Regions from separate parts of the Pan troglodytes genome. Here region 1 is linked to region 2. The links are chromatin contacts, called in public Hi-C maps. All regions are on one chromosome and are shown on one strand. Each heading gives the region's core, a stretch centred on a gene start, on an enhancer-like site or on the middle of the called end of the contact. The rest is flanking DNA. Distances are from core to core; before and after follow the strand shown.

What was found. Hi-C and Micro-C count contacts between places; a contact is called where the count stands out from the background.
Region 1: a Hi-C map of induced pluripotent stem cells shows a contact between it and region 2, with 2.9 times the contacts expected there. The contact joins two enhancer-like sites. A contact is called at or near these places in 1 of 7 Hi-C or Micro-C datasets (induced pluripotent stem cells) and 1 of 1 other capture datasets (stem cell-derived neural stem cells).

Annotation. Positions count from the first base shown.
Region 1 is chr11:18,462,238-18,466,690 of NHGRI_mPanTro3-v2.0_pri, reverse strand. No RefSeq gene overlaps it. Among named protein-coding and RNA genes, the nearest start is that of MIR147A, 270 kb to the right of the region's middle. Within about 2 kb of position 2,135, at least 1 of the 24 cell types and tissues checked has an H3K27ac peak or open chromatin away from gene starts, as enhancers often do. A contact at or near this core is called in induced pluripotent stem cells, where this site is marked.
Region 2 is chr11:18,087,039-18,091,595 of NHGRI_mPanTro3-v2.0_pri, reverse strand. No RefSeq gene overlaps it. Among named protein-coding and RNA genes, the nearest start is that of MIR147A, 110 kb to the left of the region's middle. Within about 2 kb of position 1,330, at least 5 of the 24 cell types and tissues checked have an H3K27ac peak or open chromatin away from gene starts, as enhancers often do. A contact at or near this core is called in induced pluripotent stem cells, where this site is marked.

The sequences.
Region 1 (4,453 bases), core at 886-3,385, 370 kb before region 2:
GGATTATCTCATCTCTCATTAACATAAAGGGAGTTAATGTCCAGCAATTAGCTAAAGCAAAGATAAAGAAAGCTTTCAATTCCTGTGCTGATTCCAATTAGTCTTGGCTGCCTGGAGTTCTAATCCAAGAAGTTACCCAAGGCCGTGTTGGTGTCCATGCATAAGAGTGCTGAAATAAATTGGTGATGTCTGCCTTGAGATTGGTGGGAGTGGGTAGCAGTATGTGCGCCTTATACCCACCAGACCTCTTTGTGAAGAGGTAGGAAGATAAACAAGGTTTTGCCACTTACTATATCATAAGTGTTTTAATTTTATTCATTAATCACATTTAATCTTCATAACGGTTATGAAGTAGGTGTGTTATCCCTATTATATAGATAAAGCAACTGAGGACCTAAGAGGTCACTGAAGAATTCATGTGAGTAAATCAAAAGTGTTTGCATTTTAAAGGAAACTTTAAATGGCTTTACTCAAAGGTATGGGGAAATTCTAGGCATCCTAGCCAGTCGGTGGGAAGAAATGTTGATGCAGAAAGTGTTTCCAATGCTCTGTAGATCACAAGGCATACAGTGTTATCCTCAGTCCTTTACACACCTGTGCTGAGAATGATTAGAAAATAGGCACAAAAAATGTTAAAATGCAGATGCATCTCACTTTAAGAATATACACACAGTACAGAAGCCCAGAATTCACACTGGCCAGGATAAGGGCTGAACCTCCATTGAACAAAAGGATCTCTCTATAGACGAGATTTCGAAGACATTTGCGGGAGGACCAACTTTGCAGGAGAGTCAGGCCAGTGGGACAGCACTGGGCCAGCAGACATGAGACCTGGGTTCCAACCTCTGTTTACCAGGAACAAGTTCTTCCCCTTCGTGGCTTTTTGTATCTCCATCCAAACCATGAGGAGGTTAAATAAGAACTATTGATCTCAGTATGGGCAACTGTACCTCTAAAGGATGATTTGGATAGTTCCAGGGCAGTTTTGGTTGTCACAACAGATAGAAGGGATTCCACTGGAGTTTGGATGCTAGACAGCCTGCAGCAAAAGAGAAGACCGAGCCAATGAAGAACTCGACCACACCCCACTCAATTTTGGGATGTTTCACCTGACATATAAATGAAAAGTCTACGTTGTAATTATCTGGGTCTAGATCCTAGTTCCAATTCACACATAGAGAAAGCATTTTTGCATGATTGTAACATACATGTATATACACTGAATTTTCCTGGATGCCGGTATCATGCAAATCCAGAAGAAATTGTGCTTTGTTTGTTCAGATAGCTACTGTTTCAGAAAATTACAACTCGAAAGGCCATGCTGTTCGTGTATTTGAGTGGCCAATTCCACACATCCATTTCAGTAACTATCAAGCAATCATCTGTCTGCTATTATGTCTTCCAATCTAGTCACATCCACTCATTCACTTATCAACATACATATTATTTTATTATAAATTACTTTGCTTTTTATTTTTCATTGACTTTGCAGTTTGGGCATTATATAGATTTTTAAAATGAGATGTCTAGGCGGGTTATATAATTTATGAATCCCATTTCAGGATAATAAAGGTAGCATCACAAAATATTAGTCTGGAAGGTTTGAGAATTACTAGGTCACATGACCCTTGGGTTCCTTCCAGCCCAGGCAAAGCAGAATTATTATGCAAAGAGAGACATGCCGGAATCACGTGCTACACATTACAGGTAGGCGAATGAGAGTAAATTATCTTGTTTTCTACAAATCATACTCACCCACTAAATATCCCTTAGCCATTCCAGAATGTACAGTAATCTGCACCACTGAATGCATCCTGTCTAATCTCCCAAAAAATAAAATTGCCTGGAATTGACTTTGGGCACATTTGGTTCAAGAATGCTGCAGCTTCACTAGGTTGGAGCTGAGCACGTGCTCTTCTAAAATTTATAGTGTAATTGATTTTTTTATAAGCCATTCAGGCCTTATTATTTATTAATCTACCTGTCAAGGTTAATTTAAACTACTTCTCAATAAGGCAGTTTGACAACACCTTTGTTTTCCAGATTGACAGCCCTGGTGAATAAAGAGATGGCACAGCGATTCCTCTGCCCTTAACAGACACCTCTGGGAAGGAACCTCCAGCAGGGCAGTGCATTGCCCCGCCCTCATTAGGAAATGCAAGAGGCCTCCCATCCTACTGAGTGGGGATAGAATCCAAAGGTTACCCTTTTGTTTCCAAGTAGGTTGTAGGCCCCAGGACTTGCACCAGCCACCAAGTGACAACTGAGTCCTATAATCTGTGCAGCTTCAACTACCCTTAGATATTCTCTTCCTTGCACTCCCATCGTCATGATCTTAATGGTTACTGCCTCCCAAGCTCATGGCAACAGTCTCCTAACTGGTTTCCTTGCCTCTACTTTTGTGTCTCCCTGTTCATCCCAGGTGATCTTTCCAAAATGCAAGTATGACTACGCTACACCTCTGAACAAAGCCCTTCAGTGGTTCCCACAGAACCGCTGAATGATTTCAATCATGTGGGCTTGAAATGCACAGAGTCAAGTTCAAAGTCCTCCATGCCCTGGCCCCTGCCTACTGCTCCAGCCACATGTCCCATCACCCCTTCTCTGTCACCTTTTACTTTATGCCCCAACAATATCACTCAGTGTGCTGTTCCTTGCCATCTGCGTCTTTGTAATGCTGTTCCCTCTTCCTAGATCCTGGTCATCATCAAAACTCCAGTATGAATGCAGTCACTGCCATTTGCTGTCCTGACTACTCCCAAGAGGTGGATCATGTTCTGCCTCAGATTTATGTTCCTGAAATCCATGTATATTGAGTTGGTAAGCAACAAATACTTGTCAAGTGTGGACTATGGGACACATATAGTGCTGAGACCTAAGGATACAACACAGAACTAGAGAAAACTTGTACCTGACCTCCCACAACTTATGTCCACACTGTGAGCTCCTTCAAGATAGTTGTTCTAATGCACTTCCCAGCATGGTGCTGATGGAAGTACAAGGAGACAAGGCCAACATTTATTGAGCACAAGCCACCCTGCTTATACTTCCTTATTTCATATTAGAAACAATGCAACAAAGCTAGCATTTTTGTGTCCCCTTTCAGAGATGAGCAAACTGGAGTTCAAAGAAGTGAAACAGCTTGCCAATGTTTACTCAGCCCATTTGTGGTGAGTCCAGTCTCCAAACACAGGACCGATTCCAAAGCCTCAACTCTAGTTCCACACTGTACTGCTCTCCTGGCACAGAGTTCGGACTTGTTGAATAAATCCCTGATATGCACCAAGTCAAATGCTCTTATTGTGTGTCTTCAATTTCTTTCACAGTAACAGGATAGGATAGAATGTCTTTGACTTTAATGACATTGAATGGCTGAGTCCACATTCCTGGGTAGATCCGTGATACACAGAATGTAAGGCCCATGGAGTCTGGATCTGGCCTGCCTTGGTAACATTGGGCCCTGTGGGAGCTCAGTGCATGAAATTCCCCGAGAGACATTTTTTTTTTTTTTTTTTTTTTTTTTTTTTGAAACGGAGTCTCACTCTGCCTCCCAGGCTGGAATGCAATGGCGCGATCTTGGCTCACTGCAACCTCCACCTCCTGGGTTCAAGCGATTCTCCTGCCTCAGCCTCCTGAGTGGCTGGGATTACAGGAGCCCGCCACCATGTCCAGCTAATTTTTGTATTTTTAGTAGTGATGGGGTTTCACCATGTTGGCCACGCTGGTCATGAACTCCCGGGCTCAAGTGATCTGCCCGCCTCGGCCTCCCAAAGTGTCGGGATTACAGGTGTGAGTTACCACACCTGGCCTCCCTGAGAGACTTTGGCAGCGATGCTGCAATTGACATTGAATGGGACATTGCATTAACCGTGAGTGAGTAGAATGCTGATCTGATCCAAGTCCTCACGCCTCACCTTCTCAAGTTCAAAGAATATAAACTTAGTACGACTTTTCACAAGAGAAATTTCTCAAAAGTATAACTAGCAACTGTGCCATAGTCCTAGGGAAAGGCAAATGCACTGCCCCATCTGACCCGTTGGCCAGAGCAATGCCATTGAAATGGGAGAATCCAGGGCCATAACTTTAAGGAATCTGTGAAGATAGAAAAAGAGAAGAAGATTTTCATTGCTATTCTATTTCTATTTATAAAAAGTAACTGTTGAATATATAAATAAACCCAATTTAAAAATAGGAAACATATTTTGAATCATGTGGGCTTGAAATGCGCTGCTAGATTTCACACCTCTCTCATCCAGGCCTTGAGGTGGGAGCACAACATGTAAGTGGAGCAGTTACCTAACCAGCCCTCATAGCCCAAGGCCCCTCTTCCCACCATCATTTTGGACTTGGGCATGGAAGTTAATGGCAACAGAGATAGAAAAGAGGGGGTCAGTAGGAGAGTGGATCTTGAGCATGTTTATTCAGAAAGGGGGATGTCACATTCTCTCTGTAA
Region 2 (4,557 bases), core at 81-2,580:
AACCATAAGCCAGTTAAACCTCTTTTCCTTATAAACTACCCAGCCTCAGGTATTTCTTTATAGCAATGCAAGAACAGACCAATACACCCAGTAATGGGATTGCTGTGTCAAATGGTAATTCTGTTTTTAGCTCTTTGAGGAATCGCCACACTGCTATCCACAATGGTTGAACTAATTTACACTCCCACCAACAGTGTATAAGTGTTCCTTCTTCTCTGGAACCTCACCAGCATCTGTTTTTTTGAACTTGATGCCCAGGTGTTGGCTATACACGCTAAAGTCTGAGAAGCCCCGGGCGAGGCCACAGTCGTCTCCAAGTATGATCTGCCAACAACCTGCTTCAGAAGTCCTTGGGGCGTGGTCTAGAAAGCAGATCTCCAGGCCCTACCCCAAGCCTAGTGAAACAGAACCCCTGGAGGTGGGGCTCAGGGACCCACATTTTATACAAGATCTCCCAAGAGATTCTGGTATGCACTAGAGTTTGGGACAACTGACATCTTCCAAGAAACTCCCTGCTTGAGGTCAGGAAGCCTGACTGGCTGGGGAGTCCCTCAACTTCTTCTCGGCCTCAGTTTCCACAAGAGAAAAGCACCCATTCTCGGAAGCTTACTGAGTGTCCACTGAGAAAGTGGATGGGAACTGCTGTGTAAATGACAGCTGATTATGTAAATCTGAGTGTTCTTTGCTGAAGGTGACGTTGTCATCCCAGGCTGGTTCCACTGACATCAGAGAGACATTGGGGGTTAGGAGAGCCATTTGGGGGGTTAGTAGACCAAGATTCTAACCTGAATTCACCACCAACTTACTACAAGGCCTTCAGCAAATTAGACTACCCTGTCTGGTCTCAGTTTCTCAACTTTCTCACCACCAAGCAATAAAGTTGTAAAATGTGCAGGATCATCTAACCAATCTTGGAGACCTCCTAGGGCCCTGGAATCTGTCATTTGCCCTCTAGGTGGAAACCATCTTCCCAGATGAAGACAGAGGCAGAGGGGTCTCTGACAAGAATGGCTTCAAGCCCACTGGGGGCTTCAGGAAGAAGGGGCTCTGTCCGCTGCATGTTACAGACATGTGTTTACAAATCAGTCCCTGGCATTCTTGGATTCTTCTGAAACTCTAAAAACAAAACCAAAAGGAAAACAAACAAAATTGATTCTCAAGTGGCTCAGAATCCCCCAGCCCACCTGGCCTTGTGCCTGCCCACCAAGGATTCCAAATATAACCAGCTGACCCAGATTCCTGAGCCAAAGGGCCTCCATTGGGGTTGCATGGGGCAGAGCAGTCGGGAGGAACTTTAATGTTACACTGACCCCCTGTGGAAGTCAGAGGCAGCAGCTGCTGCTCGCACCTCCAGCAGCCCCTCTCCCCTCCCCCCATTCTCCCAACCAAGCACCCCTGACAGCAGCCCCCGACCCTCTGAAGGAGGGCCACCCACCAGCTGCCGCCTCTGAGGCAGAGACCACTGGCCGAATGCGAATGCATCCTGGGGAACCCCCGCCAAGGTCAGACAGAGGACAAAGAGAGGTAGTAGGTATGTCCTCCATTCCAGCTCGCTGCCACCCACCAGCGCACCGTCTCCTGCATGGACGTCGCTACCACCTTTTCAGTGGCCTCCCAGCCCCCGCATTCATCCTCCTTTGGGGCGAGGCCTCTTTCCTGCTCAAATGCCTTCGACAGCTTTCTGTAGCCTAGGGATTAAGTTCAATCCTCGGTCTGGCTTCCAGAGGTCACCAGGATCTAGTCCCAACCTAACTCTTGAGCCTCCTTGCCCAGGCTCTGAGAGGCCAGGAGCACCCAGTTCTTCTCTCATCCCAGTTTCCCACCTCAGGCTGCCCCTCTCCCTCCTGACACCTCCCTGCCTGCCCCTGTCTCCTCTTTCCAGTCCCTCCCAGACTTCGAAGCACAGCAGAAATGCTGCCTCCCGGAGACATCTTCCCTGGTCACTCAAGCTCTTTACAGTAGCAGGAGGTCAGAGGCCAGCTTTGCACCAGCTCCTCCTGCCTCTTGCCAGATGTGCTACAAGTCACTTCCACTCTCAGAGCATCAGTTCTCTCAGACGGAGATGGAAATAATAACCCCAGCCCAGCCTAGCTCAGGGGACGGGTACTGAGATGTCACAAGATAATGGAGAGCTCTGAAAATGGTTAAGTATATGCCTACATTACCTTATGTTACAATGGTTTGTACCATGGTGGGTTTTGGGGTTTTTTTTTGGATTTTTTGTTTTTTTGTGTTTTTTGTTTGTTTTTTGAGATGGAGTTTGCTCTGTCACCCAGGCTGGAGTGCAGTGGTGCACTCTTGGCTCACTGCAACATCTGCCTCCTGAGTTCAAGCAATTCTCCTGCCTCAGCCTCCCAAGTAGATGGGGCTACAGGCACGTGCTGCCACACCCAGCTAATTTTTGTATTTTTAGTAGAGATGGGGTTTCACGATGTTGGCCAGGCTGGTCTCAAACTCCTGACTTCAGGTGATCCACCACCCTCGGCCTCCCAAAGTGCTGGGATTATAGGCATGAGCCACCATGCCCGGCCTTGTACCTCATTTTGCCTTGCATCAGGTAGGGATTTTGATTCACACACTAACCTCAGATAACTGAGAGTGGCCACTGGAGCCAGTGAACGGCAGGGTCAGGCCTGGGACCCTGAGGTCCAACTCTGTGTTAGATGCTGGAGACACCAAGATGTCCGCAAAGAGCCCTCCATCAGTGAAGGAGACAGATTCATGAGGATTACAATTCAGGTTGATGAGGGCTGGGATGGAGATAGACAGGCACCTAGCAGGGCCCTGGACCCAGTCTCTGGTGTTAGGAAAGGCTTCTGGAGGAGGTGATATCTGAACTGGGACCTGAAGGACCAGGGTGTGTTAGCCAAGAGAAGAGCATGAGGGTGGGCAGGAGAGCTACAGGTCTCTGCGTGCAATGACCCCAGTGCGGGGACACCTTAAGAGTGCAGTGTGGCCAGCAATGCAGTGGGGGCCTGATCATGCAAAAGACTCCAAACATGAGCACAGTGGGCCCTCTGCCAGCTTCTGAAGAAGAAAATGACATGGCCAGATTATTATTTAGATTGGTTCAAAACCTAATATCTGAGAAGCATTCCTCTGACTTCAAGATGCAGTGCAAATGTGTGGCTGGGGACAGGGAGGAGCCAGAGAGTGTGAGGCAGTCATTCCAGCCAACAAATTCCCCATCTTTGGGCTCCGATCAGCAAAGGAAAGCCCCACTTAATGCTGCAAGGGGAAAGGCCTGTAGAAATAAGGGAACCACAAATACACTCAGATTCACAGGACCCAAGAGGACCTTAGACATGGTCCCTTCCAAATCCAGCTCCCAGCACCTGACTTCTGTCTTCATCCTTCAGCCTCTGCGTGCCGTCATCCCCGATCAGGGAACTTGTTACCTGCCCAAACAAAGCATTTCCCAAGGAGAAATGTGCCCCAACGCATATGGGGATGATGGAGACGTGCTGAAAAAAAAGGCATTCTCTGAACCATGAGCCAAGACACGTGGGAGTCATTAGTGCGCAGAGCCCAGAATGGTGAGCGCATGTCACTCACTCGACCTCTGCCCCGTTCTGCCTGGTTATGCCACATTCCCCTGAGACCTGCAGGCATGAGATGTCAGTGGGAAGGAAGAATAAAACCCGCCAGCATGAGGCCCCAGGCCAATGGCCATGGCACTCACAGGTGAGTTGGGCCGGAGGACACAGAATCCTGTCGATGAGAATGAGCTTCCGGAAAGGGGAGGTGGCATCAGCATCTGCAAAGGTGAGTTTCAGAAGAGTCCTTCCGATGTGAGGAGGAGGATGAGTGGGAGAATATAAACCAGCTGTATGACACCAGGGAATATTTACTGTGTACCAGGCCATGCCCTCAACACCTTGCACGTTTATTAGCTCACTTCCTCCTCACCAGAAGCCAATGAAGCAGGTACTTCTATTATCCCCATTTTCCAGATGAGGAAGCTGAGGCCCAGAGAGTTTAAGGAACTTGCCCAAGGCTACCCAAGAGTAGGTATGCAGAGTGAGTGGACAAGAGCCAGGCCAGCCTCAAGGAACAGAGCCAGAGCATGTCAGAGCCCCAGGGATGGGGCTGCTTGAGGGGTAGGCGGCTCTACCTCGCGAGGCTGAGCTGGAAAACAGGACCCAGCCAGAGTTTCCTGCTCTGCCATTCTGCAGCTAGATGAGCTCTGGCAATGGATGTCTCCTCTCAGTTTTCTCAGCTGCAAAATGGGCATGATGAGCCTCATCAGCCAGACCTCTCATGAGGATGAACAGGAGAAGGAATGCCCAGCCCAGAGTAGGGACCCACGAGGGCTCCTTCACTTCCCTCCCCTGCAGGCAGCCTGCTGAGCCCCATGGGCACACACCCAAATATCAGGAGCTGGCAGTCAAGAGCAACTCCCCTCCCCTGCCGCGTTTCCTGCCTCACAGCCTCATTCACTGCCCTTACCATGGAGGACACCATGGCCAGCATTTAGGAATCGCCCTGGGGTCTCATTGTTGTGTGAAATGAAAGCGTGTTGTGGAGGACATTGTTCATCACAGCTGGGAGATGCCC